Linked DNA regions of Mus musculus: region 1 is linked to region 2. Evidence: chromatin contacts called from public HiChIP or PLAC-seq data. All regions are on one chromosome and are shown on one strand. The core of a region is the stretch at or near the end of the contact, and the rest is flanking DNA. Distances in the headings are between cores, read along the strand shown.

Evidence for each region. HiChIP or PLAC-seq counts read pairs in DNA pulled down with a chosen protein or histone mark.
Region 1: an H3K27ac HiChIP or PLAC-seq map of neural progenitor cells shows a contact between it and region 2, with 18 times the contacts expected there. The contact joins two enhancer-like sites. A contact is called at or near these places in 5 of 15 datasets of contacts at CTCF or cohesin (CD8 T cells, the NIH/3T3 cell line, embryonic stem cells and 1 more), 18 of 484 Hi-C or Micro-C datasets (B cells, CD4 T cells, CD4 single positive thymocytes and 12 more), 8 of 115 datasets of contacts at active chromatin or transcription factors (the 230-238 cell line, astrocytes, differentiating embryonic stem cells and 5 more) and 1 of 9 other capture datasets (adipose tissue).

What each region holds. Positions count from the first base shown.
Region 1 is chr1:64,444,271-64,450,132 of GRCm38.p6, forward strand. No RefSeq gene overlaps it. Among named protein-coding and RNA genes, the nearest start is that of Gm36148, 70 kb to the right of the region's middle. Within about 2 kb of position 1,956, at least 161 of the 459 cell types and tissues checked have an H3K27ac peak or open chromatin away from gene starts, as enhancers often do. A contact at or near this core is called in astrocytes and neural progenitor cells, where this site is marked.
Region 2 is chr1:63,927,773-63,934,181 of GRCm38.p6, forward strand. It overlaps the pseudogene Gm13754. Among named protein-coding and RNA genes, the nearest start is that of Gm13749, 34 kb to the right of the region's middle. Within about 2 kb of position 1,814, at least 14 of the 459 cell types and tissues checked have an H3K27ac peak or open chromatin away from gene starts, as enhancers often do. A contact at or near this core is called in astrocytes and neural progenitor cells, where this site is marked.

The DNA of each region.
Region 1 (5,862 bases), core at 706-3,205, 520 kb after region 2:
CACACCTTTCTCCACTCCTAACCTGCTCACGTGTTTGCTGTCCATTAGAGACATCATAGTGATAAAGACAGCTGCTTCAGGTGTGTATTGGTATCCGGACAGCACCTGCTGGGACTTCCAAGGTCCCTGTGTCCTGGATAAAGGAGTTGGATCAGGGATACACGGATGAGGATAGAAACTGAGAGAGTTTATTAAGGAAGAAAAGAACTTCAGGAAATGGAAATGGGCCAAAGCTTGAGTAAGGTCAGAGCTCAGTGACGCCTGCACTGGGTGTCCCAGAAGACTGGGGCACTTGTACTGTGTGCACACTATCTGCACAGGCTCAATTAATGTGTTAGCATTGGTGGGGGAGGGCTCTCTCTCTCTCTCCCTCCCTCCCTACTTTTCCCTCTCCTTCTCTCCTGCCTCCTTCCTCACCTCCCCACTCTGTCCTCTACCTTACCTCCCCTCCCCTCCCCTCTCTAATTCCTTCATAAAGCCTCTCCCTGCCCTGATCTACCTTCCTAGAAGGAGGAGGGAATGGTTCGACTGCCTAGTCTTTCTGGCCCTCTTTGATTTGAAGGAAACTGGAGAACAGTGAAAATACATCAAGTTCCAGAAAGGGGGAAAAAAATCACACACACACTCTCACATATACTCACACACTCTCACATATATTCACACACTCTCATACAGACACAATCACACATACTCATACACACTCACTACTCTCTCTCTCACACACACACACACACACACACACACACACACACACACACTGTATCATGCTAAGTTAAGAATGGATCTCGCTAACAGACGTGACAGACTAATGGTATTGGTATGGGTGAATTGCTGGATAGAGCATCACAGGAAAATTATGAATGAAAAGTGAAGGCGATCCATAAGTTATGGACATGGTGGGTTGGGTGATGATTCAGAGGCCTAGACTCCTGTCACCTGGTGACACGCATGGGACCATGTGCCCTAGGGTGGGCCATACAGCCACTCTTGCAGTTTCAAGGACCATGGACACCAGCTGGGCTAAGTTAAAGGTACTTCTAGTTTGTTTGTCCCAAATGTAGCCAAGATCACACATCCAAGGACGACGTCTCCATATTTATGTTCTGCTGGCTTTCCTCCTGTCACCTCATCCTATCTTTACACTTGGGGAGGGCTAGAGAGAGAGGGGTGACCCGAAGTGGCAGTTGACAGACAGACATGGTGTGCTCAGTGACTCCCCAAACTCATGAGCCACGGAGAGAAGACTAGAGCAGACCCATTGATGTGTGCCAAGCCTTCCTGCACAGCACAGCGGGCTGAAGGCCCAGAGGCCACGATAGCCTGTTCCCTTCGTCCTTGGCAGCCATGTTTTCCTTTCTGACAGGCTCCTCTTGGCTGGTACCCTGTTTGAGACCCTAGGTCCTAACTGGCTGCCTCGCTCATAAACAGGTGTCAGCCAATGGCTTACCCTTTGCACCCAGTTCTGGCGGAGGATTCACTCACACCGCCCAGAGTCCCTTCAAATAACAAGAATCTTTAGAAATAAGATGTTTTAAGAAAGCCTGTACTAAAACATCACAATCCGACACAGCGATTTGGCCTCGCTGGCTGTCTTCTTCTGGTTTTAGTTCACAGGATTAAATTGGAAGGTCAGAATCTTCCCTTGTCTGCAGACTAGATGGGATTTCTCTCCTTACAATGGGGCTGGGAACCGGCTCCTCTGAGCACATTTACATTACTCCTGCTAACACATTTTGAGGTTCTCTGGCTGCCACGCTACGTGAAACAGGTCAAGTCTGGGAGGGAGAAGGGGGCTTTCCCTTCCTGTGACCTCAGGACTGATTTAATTAAGCCTCTCCTCCATCCCCGATTTATAGTCTGCAAAGTGTCCTCGCAGAGGCCCTCTGATGTGCTCTGCCTCTCAATGAGCAGATAGGCAGTGACAGGGCCGCGCCATTCTGAGCGGCTGCTGCCCCCACGAGAGCACTTGGAACAAGCGCAGCCTCTGCAGCCCTCGATCCAAGCCTCCTTTGGTAACACCAGACGTGGGTGAAAGCTTCGAAGCTCTCCTGGCTCCCTTAGGCACAAAGCTTTCTCCTGAGACTCCTACTGTGAGGAGGAAATAACATTTGGAACCCTTCTCAGAAATCGGATTTCTTCTCTAGATTGAAAATGAAAATAAGAAAAGCCTTCACGTATCTGGATAGGAAGACAGACAGAGCTAAGAAAGGAGGAAAGGGAGGGAGGGAGGGAGGGAGGGAGGGAGGGAGGGAGGGAGGGAGGGAGGGAGGGAGGGAGGGGGGAGGGAGGGAGGGAGGGAGAGAGAGAGAGAGATCCCCAGGGCCTTCCCCTGTTGCCCATCAGGCTGCAGCTGTCCTTCACAGTTTAACAGCCCTGCCCTTTCAACCTGCCACCTAGGAATGAATGAAACCAAATGTCCCATAGGACATGGCCCCTCCCGGCCCCTCAAAGACTTCTCCCTGAAGATGAAATCTGACAAAAGAAACAAATTAGATTAAAATGTGGTACCAAGGGCTTTGCGTTGCTCAGATAAGAGAATCTGCAGAGTCCTTAGGACCCAGAGCGGTCAGTCCTGTTATACAGTTTGCGGTGGGGAAGAGTTCAGCTGACTTCTACCCACAGCTGTTCTTGCGCACCACCTCTCAGGCTTCACTGTCCTTGGCTTCAGATGGGGAGGAGCCAGTGGGGAAGGGAAGAAGAGCCTAGAACTGGCCCTAGGGACCAGACAAGTAATGTGAATAAAGAAACTGGCCATGTGACTTTTATATAAGTTAGGCTTTTATATAAGTTCTCCAGATTTTTAAATGTCTACCTCTCAATTTAAGAAAAGCACTCTCCCTGCAATATTTATATTGTGCACTTTCTAGACAGCAGGCCCACTAAGAACCATATGAAGTAAATGCTGGTATTGCTTCCTGTTCCCTAAAGAAGAGCAGTGTAGTAACACCTGCCTTACCTCAGAAGGCAGCCAGCCACCGGCCTGCATCTGTCCACTGCACTGGACTGCCTAAGGGCTTCACCTGGGGAGACAGCTCAGACTGGGAAATTGCTTACCAGAGAGACAAGCAAGAATGCCAGAATTCAACCTCCAGAACCCATATAAAAAGCAGGAACCTTTATGAAGACCAAGCTACACATCTGCTACATATGTACAGGGAGGTGTAGGTCCAGCCCCTGTATGTTCTTTGTTGAGTGGTTCATATCCCAAAAGCTGTTGCCTGTGTGTGGGATATATTCTTCTGGCTGGGCCACCTCAGTGGGAGAGGAAGTGCCTAGCCTCACAGAGACTTTAAGTTCCAGGGTGGTGGGGATACCCAGGGGCCTTACTCACTGCTCAGAGGAGAAGGGGGAAAGGATTGTACGAGGAGGGACTAAGGCAGTGAGCAGGATGTAAAGTGACTAAGTAAAAAAGAAATCAAGAACATTGAAAAAGAAAAAACAAGGACCTTGTTTACAGTCTTAGTGCTAGAGAACTTACATACATACATACATACATACATACATAGGTAGATGAAAGATAGATAGACATATATACAGATACATATATACCACATACATACATGTATAGACAGACAGACAGATGCCAAGGTGGGAAATGTCAAACAACACCCAAGATTGACTTCTATGTGCATAACACCTACACCCTCATCCATGAGTGTGCGTGCACTCACACACAGACACACACACATATGGCTGGATCATAAAAGAGCGTTATCATATTCTTAAAACAAATAATAAAGCTACAGACATTGTCTGCAGAATATGAAAGAAGCTTGCTTGGAAAAGAGAAAAAAACACAGTGGGGGAGGAAAATAGATGTTGTTATATAGACAGAATTAGACTTGTCCTAATGGTGAGCCAGACCTAGAGACCTAAGTTCCTTATTGAAAAGAATGCAAATGTAAGCATAAATAATGCTGCTGCTAATATTTTTTTTCCCACGTATTTGAAACCAAATGGTGGCTAAGCCATACAACCTTGGCATTGGCCTGTGATTCAGATTTGTGTAGACAATGCTGCCCTCTCGTGGTCAACCTTCTAATAGCATGATTTTGTTTAAAATCTCGTTTTCCAAAAGTATTTCATAGAATATTGCATCCATTTTGTGTAGCATAAGCACACAAAGGAAAATATGCACATAGCACAACACCATCTTTACGTTTCAATACGGATTTAGGATTTACCATTTTACATAGGTTTTACAGGAGGGCAGAAGAAATTACTGGATATTAAATCATGGCATTACTGGGCCCCTGAACTTTCAGAACTCAGATCCTTGGAGGAAGAAATGTTTTTCCCATGGCGATAAGCTCAGAAGAACTCTCAAATGAACAGGATCTGGCAGAAGTGACTGTCTTCCGTTCCAAGGAAAAGCATTTGTACATGTGAAGTAAACGCAAGACCAGTTCATAAACAGTTAGGTAAACGTAACGGTCTGTGGTTGTTGATTAAAAAAACCAACCACTTCCTGGCTTCTTAAAGGGACTGATCATTTATGATTTCAGTAAGTCAGGTAAGTTTCTGTGGCCCAGGACAGTGCACAGCTTAGACCTGAGGACCAGCACTCAGAGCTGCCGGGCTAGTCCACAGAAGGCAACCTGTGTGGGAACTGTGGAGAGGCAGAGGACAGACATCAGCTCTAGAGAATGGAGCAGACTGCTGCAGAAACGGGGGGTGGGGGGAGGCATTTCATAACTCCAACAGAGTCCCGCCAACTCGAAGAATATTTCAGTAGAAAAGGAAACCCTCACTACTTAGCAACCTGAAACTCTCTAGAGATCAAATTTCACACGTGCCAAGGCTGGAGCCTGAGGCACAGTTCACTTGCAAGCATCATTAGTGTGGTCTATAGTGTACTTTTTTAAAAATTATCATTTTACATAAAAATCTCCTGGCTTTGGTCCTCAGCAGAATGAGAGGAGTTGACAAGGCTGAAGAAGGTTTGGGGTTTGTTTTTTGTTTTTGTTTTGTTTTGTTTTTTGTTTGTTTGTTTTCTGCTAGATCTGAGGAGGGCCAACACCTGGAGGTGGAAGGTGCCCTCTCTGGTTTGACAATGCCACCACTCCCTAACGTGCCCCCATCGGTCTCTCTCATGTTAACAGGTGTCTGTGTTTTGTAGGCATTTGTGTTGAATGCCCTCTGTTCTGTCTCTAAAAATTGTGATACACACATTTGTTCAACAGCCACAGACTTCCACAAATGTAAATTCTTGCGAGTTTGCAAACACTCATTCTGACTTAACTCTTCCCTTCCTCACTTCCCTCCCACTTCCCCCATTTTATCCCTTCGTTAATGGAACTACCTATGAGAATTTAAAGCCTTTTTTTTTTTTTTAGAAATTACTAGTTATCTCTAAAGCACTGAAGTGTGGATCTGCATTTGAAATAATTAAGCCAGGCAATAAGGCTACACTGAGATGAACAAACAGAAAACCTACAGTCATATTCAAGTCTTCTCCTTTGATAGACTGTCGCGCTGAGTCACCCACAGGAAGACTCTTTACCTCTTTATAGTCTTCAATGGATACTTACAGTAATGGCATGTCCCTCCTACCTCACTGGGATTCTGAAAAATAACTGTAGACCAGAACATATCTGTACAGTGTCCCTAGTCTACAGAAGGCACCGAACCTGTAAGAACCAAGCCAGTGTCACCAGAAGACCATACTGGATCTACAATAAACTACAGCTCAATTCCAAGGAGATGTGATTGAAAATGAGGCAAGATGATCAGGAGTTCAAGGTGACCCTTGGCTATATAGAGTTTGAGAGCTACATGAGACCTTGTCTTAAAAACCCAAAGAAGAAGAAGAAAGAAGAGTGGGGTGTGGGAACCCCAGCAGCAGCTGTTATAATATGAGCA
Region 2 (6,409 bases), core at 564-3,063:
CTTAACCGCTGAGCCATCTCTGCAGCCCCTCTGCAACCCCTCGGCCTGCTTTCTTATAGAACCTATGACCAAAGCAGAGAGATAGTAACACCCACAATGGATTGGGCACTCCCCATCAATCATTAACTAAGAAAATGTTCCACAGGCTTGCCTATAGCCTGAGCTCATGGAGGCATTTCCTTAATTGAGGTTCCATTCTCTCAGAGGTTCTCTCTCAGATGATTTTAGCTTGTGTCAATTTGACATAAAACTAGCCAGCACAAGTAGTCAGAATATGTTTTAAGCCATCACTTGGTTTTAAAAATATATAGCTCACCATCAAGAAGATTAAAACCAGAATGCTGGCTTTGGATACTTTTTACAGCAGGAGGAAGACAGCATGCAGAGTAAACATTTTTTTCTCCTTCAGACATTTCTGTGTTTCTACATCTTGATATGCTTGAAGCATTGGAAGCAAATGAAGAATTAGGGGTGAGTAAGAACACTGCCACTCATCATATGCAAAGGTTAAGATGCACTCTCTATAGCTTGGTGGTCTTGGAAAATTGCTTCATCTTTTTGTTTTTTTTCTTTCACTTTATTTTGAACATTGGCCACATAATCCCACCTTATCCAAAGTCCATTATGCATGTTAAATATGATGTCACATAGGAGGGCCACTGACCTAGCATATAGGGGACTTTGTTATTACTAACATGGGTCCTTTCAAAATAGCTCTGATGGGACTCAGGCTTGTCCTTGGCTGATGATGTAGTCGATTAACTTACAGGACTGACTTGACAACCAAGGACAAGTCTGAGCACCATGAGCACCCAGGTTTGCTACTCACCCTGACTCATTTGTAAACTGAGATCATGACGTCCGGTCTGAGACCTCCTGTATTTTCCTTCAACTGCCAAGATGTAACATTCTGTGGGGTAGAACTAATGTCAGAACCAGAGACTAACTCCACCTCAAGCCTAATAGAAAGCAAAGAAAAAGAAAGAAAGAAAGAAAGAAAGAAAGAAAGAAAGGAAGGAAGGAAGGAAGGAAGGAAGGAAGGAAGAAAGAAAGAAAGAAAGAAAGAAAGAAAGAAAGAAAGAAAGAAAGAAAGAAAGAAAGAAAGAAAGAAAGAAAGAAAGAAAGAAAGAAAGTGCTTCCTGTGCTTCCTGACCACGCGCTGTTATGGGCAGCTCATTCTCACACCATATGGCTACACCAAAAATAAAACAAGTAAATACGAGCATCTAGTGACTGCACAGTGCCAAGGCCTCTGGACAAACCTCCACAGGGTCACTTACCTGCCATCATTTAATTGTCATTTCCAAGAGATTCTGGATCTAGTCTCCATCCCCCTCCCCACGGCCCAATCCTTATTTTCTTTTTCTTGCTTTTTGTACCTTGCCAGATGCCTGCCAGGAAGACTCGGGGTTAAATGCTGCTTTACCTATGTTAATTAACTACCTGTTTCATGAAGTGTCAAGTTGGGAGACATCTTAGGTGTTCGGCTCTAATATAAATGAGATGATTATGTTAATAATCTTCAGAAATGCACTCTCCTTTCTGCACATTCTCTCGAAGCTCCATTCAGCTCTTACAGCTTTTGAACCATGTTTTAAAAATGGCCAGCTGTTTGCAGAATATGGCACATCTAAAATAACATGGCTAAGTAATATCTGCTCTGTCTTCTAAGTACAATGCTCTCTTTTCTTCTAGACTTCTTGCAGCATTTGTCCAGGAACATTTGTAAGAGGAAGTGCCAGGGAAATGCAAGCCAGGGCAGGGAGCCTGTGTTTTTTTTTTTTTTCAGGTCCTTCTCTAAAGCTGTGCTTGTCCAAGCTCTAGTGGGTAGACTTGCTGGAAAGAGCTGGGCTCTTTGCCCTTTTGTGAATCCTCAGACAATAGTCATGAATCAAACAGAGGGCAAAGGCAGAATGTTGTAATGTATCATTATTTTTTAACTGAGTCTTTTCCATTTTAATTGTGGCAAAATGCACTTAGCATAAATGAACAGAAGCAACCATCTTTAGGTGTATAGTTCAGAATATTCAGTGTTGTGAACCAACCCCCAGAACTGACTCACTGAGCGTACCTGGTACCCATCACATGACACCTCCCCATTTTTCCTCTGTGCTCAGCTGTGTCAAACCCTAGTTTTCTTTCTGCACCTATGGGTCGTCTAGATACCTTACATCAATGGATTACGACTGGCTTATTCAACATAGCATAATATCCTCTGTACATCTCTTGGAGGGTGTGTCACAATTTCCTCTTTTGACTTTTGGTTGTGAGTCTTAGCTGTTAATGGACAAAGTGTTTCCCTAGATCGGGATTTCTTTCCTTTCAAAGAGCAATTAATATTCCAGTATGTGTATAAATCATGTTTTGTTTCTTTACCCATCATTGGATATTTGGGTTTATTCTACCTTTCATGAATTTTTAATGACGTCACTAAGAATATGTCCATGCAGACATCTCTCCAAGACTCCATTTTATTTCCTTTGGACATATTTAGATGTCCAAATGGCCTATGTGGTAATTCTACTTTTGATTTTTTTTTTTTATGATCTGCTGTTTTCCATTTTGGTTGTACAATTTAAAGCATCTATCTATAGTACATAAGCTTATGCTTCTCCATAGTCTTGACAGTGCTTGCTATTGTTTAATTAAAAAAAAAAAGAAGTTCCTTGTTGTGTGCAGGTGATAGGGTAGATGAGAGCAAGTTTTACACTGCTGTTGGTATCCCAGAGGCCAGGTGATCTCTCTTGGTTATTTTTCCTCCTGCCCTTTTTCCACTGAGGCATGACCCATAATGAACAGGCAGAAGCTAAATGCTAATCCACTAAAGACCTTTGCTGAAGGAAGCCTTCCCCAGAAATCAAAGAGATCCCCCAAATATCTTCCTTGAGGCCACCTTTTCCTTTCACAGTTACAAGATTTATACTATATGATCATTTTGAAATATGTACAAGTAACTAAAATTTTCTTGGATTATTACAACTTGCAAAGGGATTTTAAAGCCATTATCTCGCTTGACTCTTGTGATGACGCAATAAACTCCTTTTGGGAATATATAAAGAGAGCTTAAGCTAGCTACATTCCCAGAATCCCTGCAGGGAGAAGATGGTGGAGACCAGTCCCTCTGGGTTAGTCCTCTACATGTTTAATCACTTGTTTCATCCTCACAAAGACCCTCTGCTTAGAAAGGAATTTTGACTTTTTGAAGCCATTAATCAATTTAGATCTCTAGTCAGTCATGTGCTCCTTTACCCTCACTTATAATCCCTGGCACTTTTTCCTTTAATAGAGAAATTCACGGAGATACAGTTATTAGTTATGAAGCCTAGAACTAGACCCATTCCCCAGTTTCCATGATAGTTACTATAGATTTCTCTTTGAGAGAACTGAAACAAAGTCAGATAGATCACCAGAGACATTGCAGATCTTCAATGGAAAGGTGTCTTTGATCAACAGAAAGGTCTTCATGGGAAAATTATAATTTTTCAATATAATATCTCAATATCTTTTCATGAGAATACCACTCCTCTTGGTTCAGAAGTAGAGATATGATACGATCTGTATTCAAAAGTCAGAGGGTGTCTTGTTGTTGGTTGCTTTTCTTGTTTGAGCACTGTGGCCACAGGGAGTGACTTAGATCAGGAACTACTGGAAAGTAATCTTAAAATGAAAATATTGGTAAATCATCGGTTCCAAATGAAGGAACCAGTCAGCTTTTCTGTGTCTTTCGCAGTCTTGAGTGTTAAACAGTAAGCATAATTTTGATAGAAAGTATAAGAAATATGTACTATGTGTCAACCTTATTGAATTGTGGCAGCATTTTTGGGTTCCTACGGAAAAGCTATAGCAATATGAACAATTGTATATATACATATACACATACACAATCACATACACATATATACATATACATCAGAATTTTATTGTTTTATGTGCTGGAACTATTTATAATTGAACTCTGCATATCAGCTTCTGTAGTCTGTCTCAAGCGGCTTCTTCTGACACGTCAGAGCCTTTAACTGAAGCATCTGTACATCTGCTTGTAAATAAGTCCTTACAGCCCAGCTCGAGAGCTGCTGAGCAGGCTAGAGAGCTTTAGCAATATATCATGTTCCACTGGAAAGGAGGTTTTATCATTTTTTTACTAGGAAGCACCTTCAAGTAGAAAAGATGGCTACAGATAACAGCTCTATATACTCACGCAGTATAGTTCAGGGGAAAAGTCTACTCAGGAATTCTGCCCTAAGATGAAGTAACTCTAAGGAGTGTTTGGCCTCATGTGGGGCCAGAGCAAGTGGATCTCTGTGAGTTTAAGGCCAGCTTGGTTTACAAAGCAAGTCCCAAGCCAACTAGAGCTACACAGTGAGACCCTATCTCAAAAATTAAAACAAAACAAAAACAAACAACCCCCAAGCCCCAAACATAACACAAACAAAACAACAAAAAGAAATCTCTGGAATCTTTCTTTCATCTTCTCAGAAAGGAGAAAATCTATCTGTAGGCTAGAATCACAATTCTCTTTTCTACTTCCTCATAGTAATTAATAATAGAAAAAAAAATCCTAAGAGTCTTTGCCAACAAAGAAGGGAAAACGAGTTTGCTATCCCACCCCTAAGATGTAAAGAAAGTGAACTTCAGAGAATAAAATAAATATAGGCTGGCTATGGAGTAGTTGTTTTGCGTGAGCTTCAGAAATGGAGGAAAAAAAACTAACAAACAAACAAAAAAAGCACACACACATACACAATCAAGGAATAATTTGGATTAAAAAATGTGGCTTGGGGCTGATTCATGTGACACAAATAGAGATAAGGACCCGCTCAGACCAGCTGGCATGGAATTTTATTCAGAGAAGCAGAGGGACACACGTGAGTTACGCTGATTAGGAACAATCCTTTTCTTTGCCAGACGACACGTGAGTGTAGTTGGCGAGTCGTTGTCCACTGACCCCAGAACTGCTCTGTGTTTCAAGGATGACACACCGCAGCTCCCTGCAGCCTTTCTCTGGCCTATTCATTTTCTTACCAGAGTTTTTCTCCTCCCCGACTCTCCCTTTCTCTCACAATATCCTCTTCCCAGGGTGAATGATGTGACTGCTTTATTCCCAGCATTTCCTTGGCTTTCTCTACCCCATTTCTCTGCTTTGGACAACACAACCCCAGGAACTAAGACAGACTCAGAATTGTTTTGGGTGAAAAGAGAAAGAATAGGTGAATGAGCAGAGATGGAGGAATTCCCAGCAGAGAGGGGAGAGAAGAAAGAAGTGCTTGCAAAGGTGTTTGTATGTGTGTGTGTGTGAGAGTCTGTGTATGAGTGTGTAAGTCTATGTGTGTGTGTGTGTGTGTATGAGTGAATGTGAGTGTGAGTGTGTATGTGTGTGAGTATGTGTGTATATATGTGTGAGTGTGTGTGTGTGTGTGTGTGTGCACACGAGTCACTGTGTGAGTCTGTGTATGAGTGTGTGAGTCTGTATGTGTCTGTGTGTGTGAGTGTGTGTGTATATGTGTGTATGTGTGTGTCTGTAGTACATACAGAATGTCCCAAGTACCTAAAGGATGCTGCTGCCCTACCCCCTTACTACCACCACTACTTAGTTCTTCCTTTGGAATTTCTCTAGTCTCCTCCCAACCCTACCCAAGCACCACTACATCACATTTTAGCACTCATCCGTGAATTTCAGAAAAGAAAAGGAGAAAGGGTTCTAAAACTAAGCCATTCCTAAAGGACAGAGTGGGGAGAACTGATACACATTCAAGTTCAGCCTGGACGCCTGTGACCAACACCTTTGAACATCACAGTGCAGGCAGGAATGACAAGTGGTTTCAGTGAAGTCTGTGTAGAATCTAAGCATCTGGTGGATTGGCTATAACGTTGGGATATCTGGAATCAGAAACTCTTAGAAGGTCTGTCAACCTTATGTAGAAAGTTTTATCAGGAGGTCAGTAAGAAGAGAACTTACCAGAAGTCTGACAAGTGATGAGCTTTAGTCGTGACTGATCTTGGAAGAGAATCTGCAGAAAGGAAGGCTGACACTTAACAGATCTTCTAGTTCTGAGAGATTTCTTGTAGAATCAGGAGACGTGGAAGTAGAGGGATGTATCAAACATCTGTAAGAAAAAGTGAGTGGGTGAAACCACAACAGACTATGAGCTAAGTGATGTGAAAGAGACAACATGGGAAGAAAGAGAAGCCAGAGGGGAGAGCAGGAAGAGATGTATGGAGAAGCTGTCATTTGAGAAAGTCCCTCAAGGTTGGGTAAATTCTGGTAGGTAGAGATTCTAGGTCCAGGCAGCAGCCTGAGAAAAGAAGGAGAAGCTAAGGGACAGCAAGGAAGTTTTTCTACAATGTGGGGTAAGTGTATAAAATATATTATGCTGGAATGGTGGGTTAGGAACACATGATAGAAGATCTC